2 separate regions of the Pan troglodytes genome follow, and region 1 is linked to region 2. The links are chromatin contacts, called in public Hi-C maps. All regions are on one chromosome and are shown on one strand. The core of a region is the stretch at or near the end of the contact, and the rest is flanking DNA. Distances in the headings are between cores, read along the strand shown.

Region 1 (5,333 bases), core at 601-3,100, 170 kb before region 2:
GGGACCACAGGCTCCCACCACCATGCCTAATTTTTGTATTTTTGATAGAGATGGGGTATTGTCATGTTGGCCAGGCTGCTCTCAAACTCCTGACCTCCAGTGATCCACTGTCCTTGGCCTCCCAGGGTGCTGGGATACAGGCATGAGCCGCTGTGCCTGGCCAATAGATTTTAATTTTTAGTTTCACAGAAAAGTTGAGTATAGGTACAGTTTCTATATATTCCCTCTTCTCCACACTGCCTCACCCTGTGTACCGCCTCTCTGACAGTTTCCCCTATTGTTAATAACTTGCATTAGTGTAGTACACTTATTACAATTGATAAACCAAAATGATACATTGTTATTTTAAAAAGTCTACAGTTTAAGGTTCATTCTTTGGTTGTATAGTTCTATGGGTTTTGACAGATGCATAATATCGTGTATCTATCATTAACAGTATCATAGGGAAACGTTTCACCACCCTCATAATTCCTTGTGCTGCACCGTTTCTCCCTCTCTCCTCCCTGCAGCCCTGGCAACTGTAGATCTTTTGATGATCTCCCTCCTTTACCTTCTCCAGAATGTTACATAGTTGGAATCATGCAGTATGTTGCTTTTGCAGACTGGCTTCCTTCACTTAGCAAAATACATTTAAGGTTCCTCCCTGTCTTTTCATGGATTGACAGCTCATTTCTTTTTATCGCTAAATAATATTCCACCTTTTGAATATATCATAGTTTATCCATTCACCTATTGAAAGACATCTTGGTTTCTTCCAATTTGGGGTGATTATGAAAAAAGCTGCTATCAACTTTTGTGTGGACATAAGTTTTCAATTCATCTGGGTAAATACCAAGACATGTGCTTGCTGGATTACATGGTAAGAGTAAGTTTGGCTTCATGAGAAATTGCCAAACCGTCTTCCAAAGTGGTTGCACCAATTTTGCGTTTGCACCAGCAGTGAATGAGAGTTCCTTTTGCTCCACATCCTCGCCAGCATTTGGTGTTCTCTGTGTTTTGGATTTCAGCCACTCTAATAGGTGTGTGCAGGTAGCTCATTGTTTTAATTTATAATTTCCTAATGGCATATGATGTTGAGCATCTTTTCATGTGCTTATTTGCCATTTGCGTATCTTCGAGGTGTCAGTTCGGATCTTCTGCCCATGTTTTAATTGGTTTGTTTGCTTTCTTATTGTTGAGTTGTAAGAGTTCTTTGTATATTTTAGTTATAAGACCTTTATCAGATATGTGTTTTACAAATATTTTCTTCCAGTTTGTGGCTTTTCTTTCCAAAGGTCATTTTTAAAAACACTTCTGGGCTTTTCAAGTAAATGTTTAGATTTTAAAAATGAAGGTAAATACGAATGACTTCTCTTAGTTTAGCCACCCCTGCCTGGCTAGACTTCTAGTATAAATTTCCTAGTAAGGAGGAATTGGCTGCAAAATGAAATCCACACCTCTGTGTTATACTTGTGAACAGCTTTTCTATTTATGTAACTAATTTAGTAAATCTCATTGTTTATCTGTCAGTTTATGAGGAAAGAAAATCCCCCTTTTGGCAAATCCGAATGAAAGAACTGCAAGTCCTGTGTGTGGGAGGGGTAGAAACTCTAAGGCCCCACGTGGATCGTCTGCTCCTTGTGCAGGAGCCCAGTCAGGGATGGGGTTCAGCTGCAGGGGCCACCGACCCTTCCACCCACCTGAAGCAGAGCAGGGTCTGGCCCACTTGACCAGGCACCGACCCAAAAAGCCCTTCCCTAAGAAGCTGAATGTTTCACTCCTGCTTGTTTCATGAGCACCAGGAACTGTGACCTTGGACTCCCCTCACAGTTCCCTTCCTTTCTAATGAGGGAAGGGGTGTCTCTGGAGCCTGGGCTAGAGGCCGCTTTAGAAATGCAAAGGTTTCAGCTGCTTGAAGGGAATGCATTTGAGGGAAGTCTCTTCTGGTTTCTTCTGTGCCTTCAAAGAAGAACAGAGCTTTTTCAGTAACTCTGTATGAAGTCAGGGAGTTCAGACGCTCAAGTCCCTGGGCCCCAAGGAGATTTCTTCTCAGGTGGTGTTATGCAAATAGAAGGGTGGACTAAGTCTTTATTTCAAGAAAAGAAAGGCAGAGAAGGAGAATAATTATACGTTTCACATTTGGGCTATAAATACTGCAGTGAATAGGGCTAGAAGGGAAGGATTTGGGGACTGGCGGGGAGCTGAATCTGCAAAGCCTGTGACTAGCTTTTCAGGATTTCTTCTTTCAGGAAGGGCAGTCAAGCTGGGATTGAGTGTAACGGCACCAATTAGAAAAGCCTCCCTGTGGCCGGGCACGGTGGCTCACACCTGTAATCCCAGCACTCTGGGAGGCCAAGGCGGGCAGGTCACCTGAGGTCAGGAGTTCGAGACCAGCCTGGCCAACATGGCAAAAACTCCGTCTCTACTAAAAATACAAAAATTTAGCCAGGCGCAGCAGTGAGCGCCTGTAGTCCCAGCTACTGGGGAGGTTGAGGCAGGAGAATCGCTTGAACCCAGGAGGTGGAGGTTGCAGTGAGCCAAGATGGCACCACCGCACTCCAGCCTGGGCAACGGAGTGAGACCCTGTCTCAAAAAAAAAAAAAAAAGAGGCTCCCTTTGGATGAAGCCACCACTACAGGGATGGCCTCTTGGTCACCTGAAAGAGGCAACTATGAAATGGCCAAGAAGAAAGTGGTTCACGCACTGTTGAGCTGACCACTGGGATTGGGGTGGGGGAGGCCAGGACTGCCATCAAAAGACAAAAATGTTGACATGCATGAGAGTGACCCTTGGGGGAACAGAATAAGATGGTCACCAAACCCCAAGGTACACCCAGCTGGAGTGGGGCTTTATTTCACCTCAGAAGGAAATTTACCCGAGCTTAGGTAGAAGTCTCTTCTACCTTGTCGCCCCAGACCTGCCCCAGTCCAGCACTGACCACAGGGACCGGTCTTCCTCCCCGAGAGACTGTGCCCTCCCTGAAGGCAGGGATTTTGTTGGGTCTATATTTGCTTTCCAGCCTGGAAAGAGCTCAGTTACTTTCAGTGAAGTCCAGTGGTGCCAGCTGTGTGATGTTGGACAAGTCTCTTATCTAAGCCTCAGTTTCTTCGACAGTAAATATTAATATAAGACTCGCCTCACAAGAACTCAGCATATGGTTGGTACTCAATAAAAACTAGTACCTGTCCCTTAGTTCCCAGGGAAGCCATCCTCTTAGCTGCAATTATGCAGTTTCTTTTTCACAGCCAGGTAATATGAGTCCGTAAACCTTTATAATCATCATCTACCTTTTAGCCTAGAAAACAATGTATCAGGATATTAGAATTAAACTGTTGTGGCTTTTGTTTGTTTGTTTGTTGAGATAGAGTCTCGCTCTGTGACTCAGGCTGGAGTTCTGTGGCACGATCTCGGCTCGCTGCAACCTCCACTCCCTGGGTTCAAGTGATTCTCCTGCCTTAGCCTCAGCCTCCCCAGTAGCTGGGACTATAGGCACCTGCCACCATGCCCGACTAATTTTTGTATTTTTTGTACAGGCAGGGTTTCACCATGTTGGCCAGGCTGGTCTCGAACTCCTGACCTCAAAGAATCCACCCACCTCAGCCTCCCAAAGTGTTGGAATTACAGGCGTGAGCCACAGTGCCCGGCCAAGAATTAAAGTTTTGATGGAGACACCAAGGCTTAGATGTGAAGCCGGATCACCACTTGCAGACTGTACACATTTTAAAGAACTTATTACATAATGATTGGACCCTTCTGCAGTTTGAGGAGATAAGAAGGGCTCCAAGCACAAAGGTCGGGGGGACATTTTTAGAGCAATTTCTTCGAGAGAACCTTGCGTTGCTGAGTCCCTGCCTTCCTTCAGGCAGGAGGGAGGGGCTGCTGCCTCCTCTTCTTGAGCCCTGTGAGAAGGAGACCTCCATGGAACCATGTGAAGAAGTGGTTGTTCTGGGCTAAGTCTGTATATCCTGTATGTCTCTGGGCAAGGGACAGAAAATGGGATGTCAAGGGCTTCCCAAAGCCAGCGCTGGACTGTCCTGGGTTCTGTCCAGTAGCGCCACGTGGAGGATGCCGGGATGTACCAGCAAGATGCTAGAAGTGAGAGGCAGTCTCCTGGGACATACAGGAAAGAGGTTCCTGAAGATAGAAGCCTCAGAAGAACTCACAAAGGCACCTATGAAAGAAAGGATCAGCTTTATATGCGCCAACTCCAGTGCACCCAAAGCCAGCTCAGAATCCTAACAGGTCAATGTCATGAGGCCATTCCTGCACCCTCGCCACTGCTCTCACCTCCTGCTCCATCCTTGGGAGGGGTCAGAAACTGGCCAGACAGCTTGGGAGGGAGGAAGGGAATAAGGGAGGAGGAGGAGATGGGCAAGGGGAGAAATAGAGAAGAGACAGTGGGTTCTCCCTGCCCCACTGCAGGCCACTAGCCTGCTGCAGGCCCAAGCTAGGGAGTGGGGAAGATTTGAACATTGAATAAAACCTGGGACTTTGAGTCTTAGACTGGAGCTTCTAATTAATAAATTATGCTTAGTATGGCGGAGGACTGTCTGCAGAAAAGCAGACAGAGTGAGCAGAAAAGTTGCTGGAACTTTCATCTGGGGCAAGAAAGGTGATCCTTATTGGGTACATTTCAAAGTGGGGAATGACATATAAAGTTTATTTTAATTTTTCGTGAGTTGTGCATTTGAAATAGCCAACCTTATGGACCATGGATGCCTCTAGCTCTACTGGGTCTTACAAGGCGTGAGTGGCAGAGCAGTTTGTACTGAAGCCTAGATCTGCTACAGAGCCCTTCCTTGCTCTAGGCCCCACTCAAAACTGGCAGGTTGGCCAGGCATGGTGGCTCATGCCTGTAACCCCAACACTTTGGGAAGCTGAGGAGGGAGGATCACTGGAGCCCGGGAGTTTAAGACCAGCCTGGGCAACATGGCAAGACCCTGTTTCTACAAAAAATATCAGCCAGGTGTGGTGGTGTCCTGTGGTTGCAGCTGCTCAGAAGGCTGAGGCAGGAGGATTACTTGAGCCCAGGAGGTCGAGGCTGCTGTGAGCCAGGTCTACACCATGGCACTCCAGCCTGGGCAACAGAGTGAGACCCTGTCTGAAAACAAAACAAAACAGAACACTGGCAGCTTTCCAAGGCACTGACAAATGGGTTAGACGACCCCTCCTTAGTGTGGTATATATGCTGCTTCCAAAATCCAGAGAGGTCCGCTGGGCCCGTGCCTCTTTCTTAGTGATAGGGAGTAAAGTGCAATAACCTGCCCTTTATTTGGAATGAGATGCTTCAGAATGCCTCAGACACTGCACCACTGTAAACATCCTCAGCGTGGCAGGCCCAGAATCCTCATGAG
Region 2 (5,503 bases), core at 2,008-4,507:
GAGTGAGGGATTATATGTAAAACACTGAGTGGAATGCCTGGCTCACAGGAAGCACTAAGTGTTGGCTGTGGGACTGTACGGCCTTCAGTATTGAAGAAGTCACTCATCATGCAACTCTCCTTCACTTATGCAACCACACACACACAACACCCACGTTACACACATACACACGCAACACGTGCAGCATACAGCACGTACTCAACAAAACATACACAGTACACATACATAAAGCAGCAAAGCCTTGTTTCATAAGTTGTCCTTTTTTTCTTTTTTTTTGAGAAGGAGTCTCATGCTGTCGCTCAGGCTAGAGTGCAGTGGCGTGATCTCGGCTCACTGCAACCTCTACCTCCACCTCCTGAGTTCAAGCGATTCTCCCGCCTCAGCCTCCTGAAGAGCTGGGACTACAGGTGTGCACCACCATGCCCGGCTAATTTTTGTATATTAAGTAGAAACGGGGTTTCACCATGTTGGCCAGGCTGGTCTTGAACTCCCGACCTCAAGTGATCCACCTGCCTCCGCCTCCCAAAATGCTGGGATTACAGGCATGAGCCACTGCGCCCAGCCTCATACTCTGTTCTTTGTGTACTTTGTGGTTTCATTCCATTTTAAAGCCAAATCTCTGCTAATACACACCCATAATGCTCATTGTTCTTCCCCATTGCATGTCATTGTGACATCATGCAATGCCATGATAAGGCGATTTACCAATTGCACATTCTAATTGCTCTCAGAGCATAATATTCATTAGCAATTTTCTTTCATAAGCTTCTTAGCAATAATGTTTCCTCCAATGCAGTATAGCATTCAAAGGTGGAACTTTGGAGTCAGATGGACTTGGGTTGAAATCCTGACATTACTACTTACCAGCTTTGTGACTTGGGGCAAGCTGCTAAACTTCTCTAGCTATAACATTATTCTCATTTTATCAATCAGGAAACAAAGAACCAGAAAGACCAAATCAGTAATCGTGAGTCTCATATTGTTATCTATAAAAAAGCTACACCTTGCAAGGAATGAAAAGATAAGGTGTGTACCACATTTAAATTGGTGCTTGCCACATGCTAATATATGCTAATAAAACATTTTGTAATGATAAAAGTGATGGTAGTGATGAATGGCTTATTTCTTTATTTTATTTTATTTGAGTCGGAGTCTCACTCTGTTGCCCAGGCTGGAGTGCAGTGGTGTGATCTCAGCTCACTGCAACCTCCGCCTCCCAGGTTCAAGTGATTCTCCTGCCTCAACCACCCGAGTAGCTGGGATTACAGGCATCCACCACCACACCCAGCTAATTTTTGTATTTTCAGTAGAGACAGGGTTTCACCATGTTGGCCAGGCTGGTCTCGAACTCCTGGCCTCAAGTGATCTGCTTGCCTCAGCCTCCCAAGGTGCTGGGATTACAGGCGTGAGCCACTGCACCCGGCCAATGGCTTATTTCTTTAAATAGAAAAAAGAAATGCATTGAATAAATCATTGACAGTTAATGGGACTCTCTGGTGATGAACCTGGGTTCTACCCATGCCTGGAGGCTCCAGGTCCCATAAGCTTCCACCCAGCATTGTGTTGTAACTGTACCATTTCCCTTCATGAAATTTGAGAGGTGATGTTTTGACATTATTTCATTTTGTTTCATTTCCTCTTGATGGGTGGGCTTAACCTGTTTCTCAATTTAGGCAGAGCAAAAGGGAGAAGTATTTTAAATTGCCATGATAGTCCAAGTTGGTCTTACCTTCAGGCCCCTGAGCACGAGCCCAAAATTCTCTCCAACTCTCCTACGGTATTTGGGTATTTTCCAATTCCTAGAAATGCCAGATATAAATAACCCTTTCCTTAGTTTCCTCCAAAACTCTCCCTTTCTCCTTTCCTTTTGCCTCTTGGCATTTGGGTACCATAACAATGAATTTTGAAATAATACTTTAATCACATTTTATATTCTTGGCCAGGCTCAGTGGCTCATGCCTATAATCCCAACATTTTGGGAGGCCCCATCTCAAATTAAAAAAAAAAATTACATTCTTATGGTGCATTTCTGTTCACTAAATGCATTCATATCCACTCTTCACAGTTGGCAGTAAGGAAGATAGTGTAAGTTCCATTTGATGGATGACACAGCTGAGGTTCAAAGAGGTGAACCCATGTGCCCTCGATGCTGGCCTTCAAGCCAACACCATTTCCTGCTGCAGCAAGAAGACAGTCTTTACTGACAGACATATTTATTTTTATCATGGTAAAATATACATAACAAAGTTTACTGTTTGAAACTTTTAAAGTCTACAGTTGAGTGGCATTAAGTACATTCGCATTGTTGTGCAACTCTCATCACCATCATCTCCAGAACGTTTCATCTTCCCAAATTGAAACTTCATACTCATTAAATACTCACTCCCCATTTTCCCCTCCCCTCGGCCTCTGGCAATCACCCCTCTACTTTCTGTCTGTTTGAATTTGACTACTCTAGGAAGCTCACATGAGTAGAATCATAAGCTATTTTTCCTTCTGTGTGATAGACACTTTTGCAGCAAGATTTCTGGAGGAAGATGCCAAGATTCTTTCTTCCACTGCATTTGTTTTGGCTCATATTGCCCGTTGGCCAGAAAGAGTGTCTATATCCTAAAGCGGCCCACCTTCAGGGACCTGAACACCATTCAGGCACAGAGCCGGGCTTTGATAGACAAGCCCTGCAAAGCAGATGTTTTCTAACATTTTGCATTGACTGTTGTTCATTCTTCTTGTCTTGCAGGTAATTACTTGAGTTGTCATCATCAGAGTAGAAAAAAAAAAATGCTCCTGGAGAAGAATATAAGGTATTTCCGTGTTCCACCGCTGAGGTTCCCAAAGCCCTCTCTCTCCTCCATTGGCGTGTGTGTGTGTGTGTGTGTGTGTGTGTGTGTGTGTGTGTGGTTTGGGGGAGTTTTTTATTTTAAAACACTCTGTGATTTACTTCAATTCATCTTTTGCCCAGAAAGCCAACACAGCTGCAAATCCGTTCTGCCCAGAAAGCCTTCTAGCCTTCCCAGAGGCCTCTTTGCCTGTTCAGTGGACACTTCCGTCCCTCTCAGGCCGGCTTCTCCCAGCCCACTGCCCCCCGGGCTGCCTGCCCAGCTCCTGAGAGAAGGCACTGCTCCCTGGAAGTGGCCGAGCCTTCTCTATGGGTTTCTGTAACTTGGAGAAGCGCAGGCTCCCCTGGGGCACCCCTGCTCCTCCTCCCCTCCTTGGGCTTCCCCCTCAGAAAGCTGGCTCTGCTGCCCGCTGGTAAACGGACTGGCTGTCACCATGGCAACAGCCTGGCCTGGAGCCGGATGACGCCAGACCTGACTCCCCTTCCCAACCTCACCCAACTCTGTTTGTTTGGGCTCCAGCTGCTTTTGTTGGGCTTTGTTTTGCTTGTCAGTTTGAAACAGCTCCTTTGCTGATTGGCTGCAGGGGGCTGAGATCCGAATCCCTGGGATACTGAGAAGTCCTGCTCCCTGCCCGGGCAGGATTTCCTGGCACTTTGGAGTATTTCCCCCATCACAGTAACAAGGCCTAAAGAAGCCCTGTTTGATGAACACACACTTGCCCTTTAGGCAAGGCAGAGCCCATAGAGAGACTGAGCATCAGATAATCTGCGAAATGCCCCAATCTGCACACCCAACAAGAACCCTATCACTAAACCATGTTGGCTTCCCGAATGCCACACTTGTGACTAAAGGCCAGCCTGTTACTTGATAAAACGAAAGAAGCATACCATGTCAGAGAGCAGTCCAGGTGTGTAGAAACATCAAAAATAAATAAATCCAGGAAGAAAAACAAACAAGTATGTGGATGTTAAGGAACAGCTTTAGGTGAATGTGGTGACAGACATCCAAGTAATGTTCACCTCAAATTTTGGGGTGGTTTTGCTGCTTTTATTCGGATAACTGTAGAAGCAAGAATCCAGAATATTTGTGACTAATTTGAAAACATGGCGTCTACCCTTTTGCTATTTCATCGGGTTTTTATCTCCCAAATAATCAATTTTAATAACTTGCTTGGTCCTCGATAATCCTGAATTTACTCCCAGGACTATCAGGGACCAAGCAAGTTATTGCTGTGCTTAAAATTTTTGTTTTGTTTTGTTTCACTCTGTCGCCCAGGCTGGAGTGCAGTGACGCGATCTCGGCCCGCTGCAACCTCCGCCTTCTCCCTCAGCCTCCCAAGTAGCTGGGATTACAGGCACCCGCCACCACGCCCAGCTAATTTTTGTATTTCTGGTAGAGATGTTGGCCAGGCTGGTCTCAAACTCCTGGCCTCAATGGATCCGCCCACCTCGGCCTCCCAGAGTTGAGATTACAGGCATGAGCCACCGCACCCAGCCATCTCCTTTGAGATACAAAAAAGATGTTTCTGGCCTGGCGCGGTGGCTCACACCTGTAATCCTAGCACTTTGGGAGGCCGAGGCAGGCGGATTGCCTGAGCTCAGGAATTCAAGCCCAGCCTGGGCAACATGGTGAAACCCCATGTCTACTAAAATACAAAAGAAATTAGCTGGGCGTGGTGGCGTGCACCTGTAGTCCTAGCTACTCAGTAGGCTAAGGAAGGAGAATTGCTTGAACTCGGGAGGCAGAGGCTCATGCCACTGCATTCCAGCACTCCAGCCTGGGTGACAGAGCAAGACTCTGTCTCTCAAAAAAAAAAAAAAAAGATGTTTCTTGTGCATCAACCTTTGAAGCTGTGTAACAGCAGCCTCAGCTCCTCATCTGTAAAATGGGGATAAATAATACCAACAGCCAGGTTATAAAGGGCTTAGCTCAATTTGCATACTTACTGAGCTACTATCCTCATCAACTCCCACCTATGCCTTTTTTCTGATGATCCCAACACTTTTCATAAGAACTGCATCATAGGCCGGGTGCGGTGGCTCATGTCTCTAATCCCAGCACTTTGGGAGGCCAAGGCGGGCGGATCACCTGAGGTCAGGAGTTCAAGACCAGCCTGGCCAACATGACAAAATCCCATCTCTACTAAAAATACAAAAATTAGCCGGGTGTGGTGGTGGGCACTGATAATCCCAGCTACTTGGGAGGCTGAGGCAGAAGAATCACTTGAACCCCAGGGGGCAGAGGTTGCAGTGAGCTGAGATCGTACCACTTCACTCCAGCCTGGGCAAAAGAGCAAAACTCCGAAAAAAGAAAAAGAAAGAAAGAAGGAAAAGAAAAGAAAGGAAAAGAAAGGAAAGGAAAGGAGAAAGAAAGAGAGAGATCGCATCATTGCCGGGCACAGTAGCTCATGTCTGTAATCCCAGCACTTTGGGAGGCCAAGGCAGGCAGATCACCTGAGGTTGGGAGTTCAAGACCAGCCTGACCAACATGCAGAAACCCCGTCTCTACTAAAAATACAAAATTATCCAGGCATGGTGGCGCATGCCTGTAATCCCAGCTACTCAAGAGGCTGAGGGAGGAGAATTGCTTGAACCCAGGAGGTGGAGGTTGCAGGGAGCCAAGATTGTGCCATTGCACTCCAGCCTGGGCAACATGAGCAAAAC

The links. A called contact is a pair of places that touch in the nucleus more often than the background predicts.
Region 1: a Hi-C map of induced pluripotent stem cells shows a contact between it and region 2, with 5 times the contacts expected there. The contact joins two enhancer-like sites. A contact is called at or near these places in 5 of 7 Hi-C or Micro-C datasets (blood, induced pluripotent stem cells, a lymphoblastoid cell line and 1 more) and 1 of 1 other capture datasets (stem cell-derived neural stem cells).

The regions. Positions count from the first base shown.
Region 1 is chr15:73,429,583-73,434,915 of NHGRI_mPanTro3-v2.0_pri, reverse strand. No RefSeq gene overlaps it. Among named protein-coding and RNA genes, the nearest start is that of BATF, 42 kb to the left of the region's middle. Within about 2 kb of position 1,850, at least 2 of the 24 cell types and tissues checked have an H3K27ac peak or open chromatin away from gene starts, as enhancers often do. A contact at or near this core is called in induced pluripotent stem cells, where this site is marked.
Region 2 is chr15:73,261,240-73,266,742 of NHGRI_mPanTro3-v2.0_pri, reverse strand. No RefSeq gene overlaps it. Among named protein-coding and RNA genes, the nearest start is that of FOS, 32 kb to the right of the region's middle. Within about 2 kb of position 3,257, at least 18 of the 24 cell types and tissues checked have an H3K27ac peak or open chromatin away from gene starts, as enhancers often do. A contact at or near this core is called in induced pluripotent stem cells, where this site is marked.